Linked DNA regions of Mus musculus: region 1 is linked to region 2. Evidence: chromatin contacts called from public HiCAR-type data. All regions are on one chromosome and are shown on one strand. Each heading gives the region's core, a stretch centred on a gene start, on an enhancer-like site or on the middle of the called end of the contact. The rest is flanking DNA. Distances are from core to core; before and after follow the strand shown. Region 1 overlaps Gm35048 (a long non-coding RNA gene). Region 2 has its middle 14 kb from the start of Gm34930.

What was found. HiCAR-type assays count read pairs that join an accessible place to other places.
Region 1: a HiCAR-type map of fibro-adipogenic progenitors shows a contact between it and region 2, with 4 times the contacts expected there. The contact joins two enhancer-like sites. A contact is called at or near these places in 2 of 484 Hi-C or Micro-C datasets (nephron progenitors and uterus) and 7 of 115 datasets of contacts at active chromatin or transcription factors (embryonic basal ganglia, embryonic stem cells, extraembryonic endoderm stem cells and 3 more).

What each region holds. Positions count from the first base shown.
Region 1 is chr1:90,518,244-90,524,598 of GRCm38.p6, reverse strand. It overlaps Gm35048 (a long non-coding RNA gene), which reads right to left. Exons shown (of 3, transcript XR_878394.1): 2 at 5,875-6,355; 3 at 4,185-4,251. Among named protein-coding and RNA genes, the nearest start is that of Gm35048, 15 kb to the right of the region's middle. Within about 2 kb of position 2,063, at least 15 of the 459 cell types and tissues checked have an H3K27ac peak or open chromatin away from gene starts, as enhancers often do. A contact at or near this core is called in fibro-adipogenic progenitors, where this site is marked.
Region 2 is chr1:90,229,840-90,236,679 of GRCm38.p6, reverse strand. No RefSeq gene overlaps it. Among named protein-coding and RNA genes, the nearest start is that of Gm34930, 14 kb to the left of the region's middle. Within about 2 kb of position 1,994, at least 70 of the 459 cell types and tissues checked have an H3K27ac peak or open chromatin away from gene starts, as enhancers often do. A contact at or near this core is called in fibro-adipogenic progenitors, where this site is marked.

The DNA of each region.
Region 1 (6,355 bases), core at 814-3,313, 290 kb before region 2:
TGGGTTAGTTGGACGGTAGTGGGATTCTGGACCTTCCTTGAAGGTAGCACAGACTCACTGAAAAAGTCCCTTTCACACTGCAAGTTGGGGTCTCTTTCCTTGTTTTCCCCACACAATGACCTTCATTAGAGTTAGTACAGGCAGAACTTTTGCTTAGATTCCCAGGAACCAGAGAAGAGAACAAAACATTTCCCTAGTCTCAAAGCAAGTCCCCACTTCCCCAGAAAATGAACCCAGTATAAGGAGACAAGATGCCTATTAATAGCACATCATATTTATGCAATGACATGGTAGAGAATTTTTTTTTAGTGTTTTCTGAAAGGAAAACCACTTTGTCTTTGATGGATTTTCTGTTTTGCAGACATAATTAATCATCTTCTAGGAAATCAATTTCTCTAAGAGCAAAAATAATCTATGTTTTACCAACTGCAAATACCACTTCTATTTAAGATACGCTCTTCCTCCCTCGATTGTGCTTCTTGGCGCCAGCAGCAAGCACGCTGTCCGCATACTTGGCTAGCAGTGATCCACTGGGAAGTGTAGGGCTCTCAAAGAGTGGTGTAGACTTGAGATGCTTCTGCTTCGTGTAGAGGACTCTCCTGTCACAGAGGGGGCAAGTAAGTGGCAATATACACAGGGACAAGTGTCCTCTTAGCCTCTGACCAATAAACATTTCCTGAACGGCAATGTGGACACATCTGCAAGCAGTCTTCATTCACAGGCAGATGTGAATGTGGTAGCTCTGCCTGTGACCATTGAGTCTCCCTGTGTAATCATTCCAGGAGAGGGGCTGGGAGTCCAGGGAGTAGGGTAGAGAGGCCATCTCCATCTCCTGTTCTACAGCCTTGTTCTTGGAAGGTTTTGTAGTTGAAAAATGCACCTTCCTGTAATTTCTCCTGTGAGTTGCAGGTCTGTTTTCTGAGATTTAAACTAATGTTTTCCAAAGATGAAGATGCACCTCAAACTACTCCTGAGAATCTGCTTTTCTCTGCGTACAAGTGCATGTGTGCATGTGTGTATGTATGTCTCTGTGTGTGTGCATATGTGTGTGTGAGTATATGCCTGTGCATGTGTGTGCATAGATTCTTGTGTGTGTTATCCATAGGAGTACCTCTGGTGTCATTCCTTGGATATCATTCACCTTTCTTTCTTTCTTTCTTTCTTTTTTTTTTTTTTTTTGAGACAGGGTCTCTCGTTGAGCTAGGAGTCGGCTAAGCTGGTTGGTGGGTCTAAGGGATCCATCTGCCTCTGCATCCAAGTATCGATATAAGCACAGGCTAGGGCTTTTTTTTTTTCTTTGTATGTGAGTTTGTGAGTTCTGAGGTTTACACTCATGTCCTTGTGCTTGCAAGGCAGGCACTTTACAGAGTGATCCATTTTCCCAGGACATTCATGATTTGGAGTTCAGGTTTTTGTTTCGGGACCTCCATCCTTGTGAAGCCATTCATGTGTGTTTGCGGTGTCTGCCCTGGGTTTGTGGCTGGCACGTAGGTGAGGCATGTTTGAGTTTTGCCTCATTCCTGCCATGGCCTTTCATATCTCGGGTCATGCTTGGAGAAGCCCTGCCCTTTGCAGACGCCCCAGGAGCTAGCACTTTGTCACTTAGCTTACCTCCCCCTCACTGCCTGCCCCCCATTCCTCCCCAGATCTGCAGACTCTCCTAGAAGACAAAACCCAGAGTCCTGAATTCAGCCTGGCTCTGGAAGAAATCTCAGGAGAGAGTGACTTGATTTTAAAAGTTTAGCTATCGTTGTCATTTTTTTTTTTTTTTTTTTTTTTGGCCAGGCCTGATCTTTTTACAAATGTGCTTTTAATTAAGCATCACTTCGCTTATCATTTCTGTTTCCAGTCTCTGAGCCAAGTCTCCCCCTCAATCTCCTTCAGCTTCTTGCATTATTAGCACATGGCTGCTGGAGCTTTGGGGGCACCATGGCGATCGCCTTCCTCTGTGCACCATGGCTGCTTCTCCAAAGATCAGGTTCTGAGGAGGAGAGAGTACGTGGTCACCCTGGGTCATGAGTACAGTCTTGCTGCCCTGCACATAGTTTTGAGATGATGAAGGTCTGGAAGGCTCCATCCTGAATGGAGTTCAGAATGATGCCTCCTGGGTGCGGAGTGTTCCACACAGAGAGAGGGTCATGCTCTCCGTTCCAAAGGACACAGCTGGGGATAGTTTGGGTCATGGAGAAGAGCTACTGTCCCAGAGCGAGAGTGGAGAACAGATGTCTCATCTCTAGAATTAAAAAGAAACAAACACCCATGGAAACCCAGAGGGAGGTGACGGGCAGTTCGGTTGTGTAACATACCACCTGATTGTACGAAAAGTCCTTTCAAAACTGAAAAGAATGGTGTCGGGTGTGTCTTCACTGCTTTAAGCTGGGTGACATTTCTCTATTGAAAGAAAAGCCCAAGCATATTTTTAAGGAGAGCCAGTTTAAACACACCTGCTTAATAAAATGCCCAAGTGCCCTTTCTAAGCCTTCCTTGGGTGAGGCCTGAGCCTGGCTTTTCTGCAGATGGAAGTATTGAACCTTATGGTGGATTATAAAGACCCTTACCCCTTTGGATGGCTATTGACACCCTGACCACAATCCCATGAGTAAGAGACACAGGCAGGGTTTGGCAATCCAGCTTGAACAAGCCTGTCACTCACCACTGTTACCTCTAGCATGGGGGTTTACAAAAGTTCAGTTATAAGGCATCTCAGAGAGTAAAATGGAGGTTGTCGTGTTATGGGACAACTGAGTCATACCCTTGAGCCTGTAGGCAGCTCAGTGGTTTAGAACACACTTTGGCAGGTGGACACCAAAGACACATTTCCTTGCAGAAGGGTTGGCTCCTATATTTCTTCATTCATTTATTTATATGTATGTTTGTGTATATATGTTTGGATGGGAAGGATATGTGCACACATATGTACGTGGAAGTCAGAATTCATCCTTGAGTGTTGTTTCTTGGGAGCTGGATATATTGGTTTTGTTGGTTTGTTGGGGTGTGTGTGTGCCTGTGTGAGTGTGTGTGTATGTATGTGTACGTGTGTGTGTGTGTGTGTGTGTGTGTGTGTGTGTGTGTCTATAGGCCAGAGGTCAACAAACCCCAGAAATTCCCCTGTCTTTATCTCCAAGAGCACATGTAACCACAATCAACATTTTTTTTCAAGCTCAGGTCCTCAAGCTTGCCCAACCAGCACTTTTAACCATGGCACCATCTGTCAGCCACACCCTACCTTGGATTTTGAACCGGAGCTTCTCACTGGGACTCCTGCTCGCTTCAACAACGAAGCTAAGCTGGCTGGCCACAGAGTCCTAGGGAGCCTCCTACCTGTGCCTCCCTCCTGCTGGGATTACAAGTAACTGCCTCCTCGCCCAGCTTTTCCCATGGATGGTTCAGAGGAAAGCAGGTCCTCACAATTATCCTGGAAGCACTATCCCAACTGAGGCATCACCCCAGCTCCTCCTGTGAGTTACATGTGATGAAGCTTTAAGCATCCAGCTACTGCCCAGGGTCATAGAACACCAGTTTCTGGCTGGGGAACTCAGGCTTCTTATGTGGAAGAGCCTTGGGGCCACTCAAGGCCCAGAGCAATTGAGCACCGAAGCAGGTTTGGCCTCCTTACAGCCCAGAGTCTGCTTCTGTATTCCCAGGATCCTTGGGACCCTTTAGGATGAGATGCTTTTGACACAGGCGTTTGGAAAAGTGTATCATTTCTGTGTCTGGGGCGGAGACAGCAGGGGAATGCCAGGCTGCTGGCCACTCGGTGTCCATTGAGTGACCTAGCCTCTCAGCTCTGCAGCCTCAGCAGTATGGAGATGAGAGCACTTCTTACTTGTCAGTCTTCTTGGGACCCATCACTGTGGATGGCCCCTGCTCTGTCCTGACCCGGCACTGCCACTTGTGCATGGGGTCTCCCGCCCAGCCTACTGAGGTATTCTTAAACTTCATTCCAGAGAGAGAGAGTTGCAGCAGGACACTGCTTCCCCCACTAGGACAGGATCAGAGACCCAGCAAAACTTTTCCACGGGAGTGGCAAGCTTACCGGGGTGGAGGTGGGGAATTCTCACTTCTCACCTTCCTCGAACTACAGAAAGTCATCTTTTCTCTCATCAGCCTCCACTCCTGCTTTCCGTAGGGACCATGATGGAAATAAACAGCGAGGGTGTGTTGTCTAGCTTTGGTTGTCTTGTCTCTAAGATGGAGGAGTGTTCTTTGCAGCTGCTCCTGTGGCTTCTTTCATCCTAGTGGTCAGGTAGCCTGTGCACAGAGAAAGCCAGTTAAGCCTCTCACTCCCCTCCCCAGGAGATGAAGTTTACACCATACCAGGCCAGGCCTACAGCATTCGGAACCCAGGACCCCTACTCTCATCCCTCAGTATTGACAGACTTTGTATTCAAGAGCCTGGACGGATACATTACCAGTGGATAGATGTGGTAAGTGAATGGAGGGCTAACTGGGATGTTGTTAAGTGCTGGTGGAAGGAGGTAGAACGGGGATTCGTGAAAGTGCTAAATTAATGCCATATGGGTGAGGATTAACAGAGAGCAAGGGGTGTGTGGGCCTGCCCTGCTCCTGACAAGTCAATGCTGTAACATTTAGGAGAAAGGCCCACTGTGTCGTAAAATGCCTTAAATTCAGACTGAAGAAGCATTTCTTCACAAGAAAGACTTGGAAGAAGTCTTGGAAAGAGATAGAGAGAGAAGAGGGAGGGAGGGAGGGAAGGAGGGAGGGAGGGAGGTGAGGAGGGGGAAAGGAGAGAGAGAGAACATAAAGGTGTGTGCAGAGCAAGCAGTGGCCTGCCTGGAACTCCCACCCCCAGCCCCCACCCCCAGTGTGAGATGGGCTTTCTGCCTGAGGGCTGGGGTGGGGGTGGGGGGGTGGAGATTACACAAAGGCCAAGCCTGAACCACTCTAAACACAAAGCCCAGAGCAGTGCTAAACCAGCAGATGCTGACAGAGGAGGCCTAAGGGGTGTGGCCCAGGTGTCCATAGAAAGCGGCAAAGAAATCTCCCACCAGACACTTTTCTCCAGAATAAAGAGACATACTTACCAGGCTTCTTCAAAAGCAAAGATAGATACAAAGGGTAAAATAGAAGAGGGTGTGGGTATGTTTGTTTGGGTGTGTTTGCATTCCTCCTGGGATGCCATAGAACCTTCTAGAAAAACAGAGTGGGTGTGTCACCCTCAGCCAGTGTCGCACCGGCGGTTTTGTTCTTCAAAGAATCAATTCCTCCCCAAAACAAGAAGTCTTTTACAGCACACACTTGCCTTTTCCTGTGGCAAGAAAAACGCAGTGGAAGCGAAGACGAGGTTGCCTCCCATGTTTGCGGCCCCTCCCCTTCATCCCCATTCCCATAATTCCTCCTTTATCTCCCTTCTGTCCCACTCCCTTTCCTCTCTCTGACCACACTCTTCGGCTCACCATTAGTCACCTTCCAGGCAGGTCCCGCAGATTCCCAATGTCAAAACCAGGGAATTCCCCCCGCGGGACCATTTTGTTAGCAAAGAAAGGCAGAGGACAGGAATGAAAAATAAATTAAACGGGGTTCACATCTCCTCCACCCTCTGTGGGCGCAAGGCCTCAGCCAAGTCCCCCTAGCATGTGTTCAGCTTGTTGAATAATTAACCAAAAGGGTTTCTAGCCAGGCTTTTGTTACTCTTGGCTGACAAAGCATCATTTCAAGGGGGGTCCATTTTTCTCAGCTAGGCCGAAGTCACTTTGGCAAATTTAATCTGGTCTAACAGTTTTGCTATTTACTGCTGGAATTTGTGCGTCTGAAGAGCACCCTGGGAGCTGAGTTTAGAGGCTAGCTGATTGGCTTACAGCAGGGAGCCAGGTGGAAGCAGAGCAAACTGCAAGCCAGAGGAAGCCCTCTTACCTCTGTGGCCAGAGCCTTTCCCCACAGGCCCAGGGCTGCTGGGATGGTTTCCACAACGTGCAAAGTGGCAGTTTGAATGTGAAGATTTAAAGCATGCCCAAGTGGCAGAGAGATGAGTCTACTTGGGGCTAGGATTCACAACCCTGGGCTCTGTTTTCTTCATCCGCACATGAGGTTAATGGCAGAGTTGTGTGTCCTGGGGACAGTGAAGCGATGGGGGCTTAGGAGGGGTGTTGTCCTGGGGATGAGCACTTTTCCATATCTCTATCTTCACATCTCTATCCAAATCATTCTTGCTTGTTTTCCCGAAAGGAGTCTGGGATGTGAGAGATGAGAGTGACCCTGCACTTCCTTGATGGGGTCCTAATTGATGAACATTGCTCACAAACTTCCCTTACCCTATTCTTCAAAAGTCTTCGGAGGAGATCACAAACCCCATCATCTGGATGAAGAAAATCCAAACAGCAACAGAGTGGAAGCC
Region 2 (6,840 bases), core at 745-3,244:
AGGACTGGAACTCAAGCAGGTCAGGAAGCAGGAGCTGATGCAGAGGCCATGGAGGGATGTTCCTTACTGGCTTGCCTCCCCTGGCTTGCTCAGCCTGCTCTCTTATAGAACCCAAGACTACCAGCCCAGGGATGGCAACACCCACAAGGGGCCTTTCCCCCTTGATCACTAATTGAGAAAATGCCTTTAGAGTTGGATCTCATGGAGGCATTTCCTCAACTGAAGCTCCTTTCTCTGTGATAACTCCAGCTGTGTCAAGTTGGCACAAAACTAGCCAGTACAGTGGCAAAAGACGGCATGTGTCATGAATGAACAATGCAATTTTATTATTCTCCTGTGTTTTAGAAGAGTACTAACCAGGTGATTTTTTTCATGAAGAAGTATCAATGAGAAGAGAGAGCTGTTGAGTGACAGAGTAAAAAACCACAATTGTTGATGCTGATAACTGGGTCTTCAAGATAAACCAGCTCAACGCTTTTATACTCTGCTTTATAGCAATGACGTGGGACTCCTTGGGTAGAGGCAGGGACAATAGGATTGTCCATTTCCCCAGCCTCCACCTTAGCCAGGGCAGCTTCGACGCTTCAGCTTTTGTTTGCACTTAATTCCATCCAATGAAAACATTATTTCTCTAAACAGTTGTAATGGTTTGAGTGAGAAACGTCCCCTATAGGCGCATGTACTTGAACATTATTTGGTCCCTAGTTGGTGGTGATGTTGGTGGGGAGTTGTGGAAAGATACAGCCTTGCTAAAGGAAGTATGTTACTGGGGGGCGGGCTTTGATAGTTCATAACCTCTCCCCACTTCCTGTTTGATCTTCTGTGATCTGCCAGTGGATGGAAACATGAAATCTCTGATCTTCCTGTTCTGACCAGGTGCTGCCAAGCTTTCCATGGTGGACTCTCTGCCTGGAACTATCAATCAATCAATCAATCAATCAACCAATCAATCAATAAAATAAACCCCCTTCCTTTGAATGCCAGTTGCGTGTGTTTGTGCTGTTTTGTCACAGCAACAGAAATATAACACACACAGCACTGCACCCCCACCCCCACCCCACCCCTGTTAAGCTACTACCATCTACCTTTTTTACAGAGGAGGGTCTCCTCAGGGGACCGTCCTAAAGCGCTGACCCTGACCTGGAGCCTATGCCTTTGCTTGGGATCCCCATCAATCATCATGCTGACACTGTAGATTTCTGCTCTATGCACAGCCTCTGCCATATTTCCAGGAGGCTAGATGCTCTTATTATGCACAACTCATAAAAGTATATCATAACATGATGGAATTACGCATTCCAGTCATGGAGCTTTCCTCACAGGAAGGAGTAAGGAATGGGAACATTACATCCTTAGGTATCTCTAGAAAGCGGGGTATAAAGCAAGTAAGGAAAGAGATATAGCACAGCCCCAGAGGTACTGGTTTCTCAGAGGCCTATCAATCATTTCTGCTAGATTTGCCCATGGCATCAAAACCAGAGCATGTCAGTGGCATCTCCCAGCAGCCACGAGGGCTTCAGGAGAGGATGGTCAAACCCCAGGTTTCTCTCTCCTGTTCAGTTGCAGGATTGTCTGCCCAGGCACTGTATCACTGAAGCAAGCTAAGGGGCATCCAGGACAGGCTTATGGGCCAGGCAGTCCAGATCTACCATCTGGGGTTCATTAGCGAGTGATGTTTTAAGCTTCTAGTCACGCAGGGAAAAAGAACGCCGTGCATTGGAAATGTGGAGGTATTCAAATGTCAGCAAGGAGGCCCACCTCTAGGGACCAGGTTCTCTTGAAAGAAATGTTATTGCAGCAACAAATCTGTTTTTCTGCTGATTTCACCCCATTTCCACATTGCCGTCATCTAAGTTCACATTCAAAAGTGACGCAAGGCATGTGGCAATGTTTTTCCATGGGCGGGGCACCTGACTAATCACAAAACTATGTCTCCCTTCTCCTTACTCGGCCTGTGAGGTCAATGGAAGGACCTTTCAGCAAACCAGACTGGCCCAAGAACGTGGTCAAAGTCACACCGCTGAGACGTGACAGAGTGCCCTGTCCTGACTTCCTCCTTCCACAGTCCCTGAGTGTCCAAATGCTTCCAGGACAGACTGAATAATGTTCTCCCCAAATCCACACGCTGTGGGCCTAACCTTCAATTTGCTTGTGGCTCTGCACCTCCCATTTCCCCTGAAAGTTCCTGTAACCCAAATAAGCCCTGTGCCCAGAGTGAGTGAGCATCATAAAGAGATCAGACGTTACACTTCAGGGCATGCATAGAATAGATTGTTAGAGGGGAATTCATGGCGTGTCTTGCGTCTCTTCCCCACAAAAACAATACATTAAGCTCTCCATCCCTGGTCCCTAATGCCTCAGACTATGACCTCATTTAAGAAAATAAATCTTACCAATGTGATTAAAATCACTGAAGTAAGGTGGCCACTAATCCAGTATGATTGGCACTTTTGCAAGACAAGGGCTTTGTGAAAATAGAAACTGATTTCTATAGTCAATTTTCATTTCAATTGCCGCAGGCACCTTCTGCTGCCGGCTTGGACATGATGCACATTGTGACTGGAGGGAAATCCAGGCCAGTTTGAAGCTCTGTGCTTTGGGGGAAGAGATAGTGCCTGAAGCTTAACTTGGCCAAGGATGGATCCAAAATCATCATAGTCTCTTCACTGCACATAGAGACTCAAAAGAGAAGGCTCCCGGTTTCGTAAAAGTTGGGAGCCACGCTGGGGCACAAGCTCAGCCCTTCAGGCTTTGGCTGTTTTCAGCGGGCTATTCCATGGCTCAGTTAGTAGAGGTCACTGTGCCCTTCAACGGCTCCATGTTCCTATTAAGAGTTCATGCATTTCTGGGTGTTTTAAAAGCTTCCCAGATGAGCCACAGAGATGCGTCCTGGAGATGTTGCAGGCACAGCATTTTCATGGGGTTTTATATCATCAGATCCTTCTTCCAACATTTTAAATAAAGCCCTTGGGGAGGATAGGATGCCTGTTGGCTAATTAAACTCAGTAACAAGCCATTTGCCCTCTCTTGGGGCTTAGGAAGCCCCGGCTTTCCTGTGGAGGTCCTCCTTGATGTGCCACATGTCGGAAAAGAAAATTTAAGCACGTCTAATATCATTCTTTATCAGTTCTTAGGCCCCTTGGTGAAGGGAAGCTAAGTTCCCACACATGTTCAAAAAAAAACAAATCGGAATTAGGTCACATACCTGGACCCAAGTGACAGTGCCTAACTCGGGGCCTCAAGTCTCCTTCAGGTCTCTCTCCACTGTCTGACATCGTCTTCAGACACCTTTGATCTAGAGCAGTGCTTCTCTGCCTTCCTAGTGCTGCGACCCTATAATACAATTCCTCACATTGTGCTGACCCCCAATCATAAAATCACTTTGTCGCTGCTTCATAACTGTAATTTTGCTACTGTTAAGAATAGTAATGCAAATCTCTGTGCTTTCCAAAGGTCTCAGGGACCCTTGCGAAAGGGTCATTCAACCCCGAAAAGGGGCCGAGACCTATAGGTGGAGAGCTGCTGCTCTAAAACTTCCTGTCCAAATTTTTGTGAAATTCCTACCAGAGGTATACAGTTAGGGGCCCATGGGTGGGTGGTATTGTCTTGCGAAGCACTACACAAGGTGGGGGGGTTCTAACACTAAAGGACTCACATGGACACCACACACAGGTACACATGAGAATGGAAAGTGTGAGATGGGATTCCCAGCCCAGGACTGAGAACTATGTGCAACTCACAGCCAGGATGGAGACTCATTCTCTGCTTCCTAAATCCAGAGAACTTTATCATCACAAATCCCAGCTGTAGGGAGCCAGGGCAGACTAATGATATTAATGGGATTAATGAAAACTATCTTGTATAATATTTTTCTTGGACTGACCAAAAAAAAAAAAAAGGGGATTCATGTTAAGTTTTTGTCTGTGCTGCCTGGATGTCTGCCAGTGCCAACTCCAGTGGCCTGTGGCAGGGGTTCCTGGGTCTACTCCAACTCAACCAGCTGTGGTCTGAGGGAAGCCACCTCCCCCACCCCTGGATGACAAGTACTTCTCTGTGGAGTTTTCATACACAATCCCTTAGTGTTCTTGGTTTTTTTCCCCCTTTCCATTTATTCAAGCCTAGTTGGCAAAATTGTCACACTTAAGGACAATGCTCCCAGAAGTGTCTTCATTTTTAATGTGGTGCTTCTGACATCACTTGATGATTTTTTTTTTTGAAAAATGACTTTTTGGTTTAAAAGATATCAGTGAACTTGGCCATCTCGCTGAATGTCCAAGGGTTATCAAAATAGAATATGTAGTCTTCCGTGATGTCCTCAGAAGGAAGAAGTAGCCAGCACAGGTGACCAACACAGCAGTCGTTCTTAATAACCAAACATCACGTGAGGTTTCACTTCCTAAAGCAACATCCCGGGCCTGCTGTAGCTCCTGCTGACAAGAATCAATAACACTGCCAGCCGGAGAAGCAGGCCTAATGGTTTCGGCAGGCATCCTTCCACGCTGTGTCAGGAACGCGATGAAAGTCCTCCGTGAGACGCCAAACTACACAAACAAAAGTAATTTGGGCTTCTGGGTTTTGTTCTCGGTGGGGGTTAAAAAAAATCATTCAAAGCAATATTTAATATTTAACTCCTAAAAGCTGCATGCCAGACCCTGGGGGTGCAGGTTGGGATGGGGCAAGCCAGGCCGAGTTGGTCTTGAGTTTTCCTCATTGTCCCCGTAGCTCACAGGACACAGGAAAGATACACTAGGGTATGGGTTTTGTTGCAATGACTGGTACTACTTAGACATCTGTCTATACTTGGATCCACGGCCAACCTTGCTAGCTCACTCTCTGCAGGTAATTAGAGAGGAGCCGCTCTTCCCGGAGGCTGTCGCTTGTGAGTCTTGGCACAATTTATGGTGTTTGGTTTTCATTAAAAGAACCCGCAGATAGTTCTTTCAAAAACCCAGCCTGCCCTCGGGATAGATGTGGTAAGGCTTGGCCACACTAATGGGAGTTTCATGAAAGTTTTCGAATTGATCAGCTGGGCCTGAGTGAAGTCTCTTTGTTACCATGAAGGGCATGTGAATTATTCATTCATTCATTCATTCATTCACTTATTCTTCAACAGTGCCCTAGTCCTACTGTGTTCTGAGCACTGTGTTCTGTGTTCCAGCACAAGGACCAAACACGTAGATATGGAAGATATCCTCCATTGTGTTCCGATGTCTCACCTTCAACAGCTCTTGGGTGAAAAGAGCATGCATGCCCTGACTCTGCAGGCTGTTCACCCAGCAAGCCCATCCCAAGCAGAAAGGTGTTTAAGATCCCTGACTTACCAGGTGTCCCTCCTCAGCTGCCAGGGCACACAGCAGTACAGTGATTATCCATCCCCTTGGTTACAGAGCTAACTTGGAACTGCATTGGCTAATGCTTCTCATGGGCCTCGAGGGAGGGTGAGACCACCCATCACATGTGGTTAGCACAGGACAAAGCTCAGCATTGTCAATGTTAAGGATGGCTTCCATGGAGTGAGGTTCATGCTGTTGGAAAGGTGAAAACCCACTTGATTCAACTGTCCTAAATCAGAGGCCACTGGCATGGCAGAGGCTGGAGAACTCAGGAGTGGGGCTGAGTTCAGGGTGATCTCTTAGGTACCAGGTGCTTAGAGATACTCACAGCTTCTAAGCTCCCTGTCCTCCTGTCCTTTCTCAGCCTCCCCTGGGATCTCAGAACAGGCTACAAAGCATCCAGATGGCCTGGGGGCTCAGGGACAGCCCTCTCAGACAACCACCTGGATTGACCATGTGGCCTGGCTTCTGGAACTGGTCCTGAGAGAATTCCACCCCTTCCATGCAGTCCTCGGGGAGCCTGTGAGGCACGCCGGTCCATCTCTTTACCATTGGCTGTTTCAGCAAAGCTGAGTGAACTGGCCTTAGGGAATGTTGCCTGATCCTTGCTTACTCTGCCCTGGCAGAGGTACAGGGTTCCTGGAGTTGAGTCACTGTAACTGGAGCCAGCAATTTATTTATTTTCTCTATGGTTGCTCGTGTTTAGAAACCTCTAATGTATGCATATAACTGCAGGCGAAGTTTTAGAAGCTCAGCCCACAAGGCTATTAAAATAGAATAAAATATCACCTCTGAAATGTCAGAATTAAAAAGAAAGATCCATTAGGTGGGGCCTGGAGAGATGGCTCGATGGTTAAGAGCATTGGCTGCTCTTCCAGAGGACCCAGGTTTTTCTATTCCCAGCACCCACATAGTAACTCACAGCCATCTACAGCTCTAGTTCTAGGAAACATGGCACCCTTCTCTAGATTCTGGGGGAACCATGCACAGACATACAAGCAGACAAAACATTCATGCAAGAGGTAAAAATAAAATAAATCCATTCGGAGGATCCATATGAACAAAGAGGCCATACAGAAGGAATTCTTTAAGATGACTGAGAAGATCATACTGCAGCTGCTTGTACTGTGCAGAGTTTGCTGGTGACAAAACAGATTTGCTCAAAACCATCATTCTATAGGCAAAAAGATTCAGGCATGGGGCATTAGGCTGGATGCAAGTTAAAGACTTCCCCAGTCATCTCAATTGTCCTTGTGCCATGACAGAATAATGGAGAAAAAAATAAAAGGCAAGATCTTGGGAGCTAGGGAAGAGCTGGGGAAGAGCTGGAGCCAGTAGTTGCATGGCCACCATGTGACTGTCTAGATACTGTCTCTTGCCTCCTGCAGTGAGACACTGGAACAAGGCTCATACTATAAAGAGAATCATAGCTCAGCGACTGTGAGTTATTTGAGCATGGCAAGAATCTTTCATCTTGATAAATCTGATTTCCAAGTTGCATAGGTGT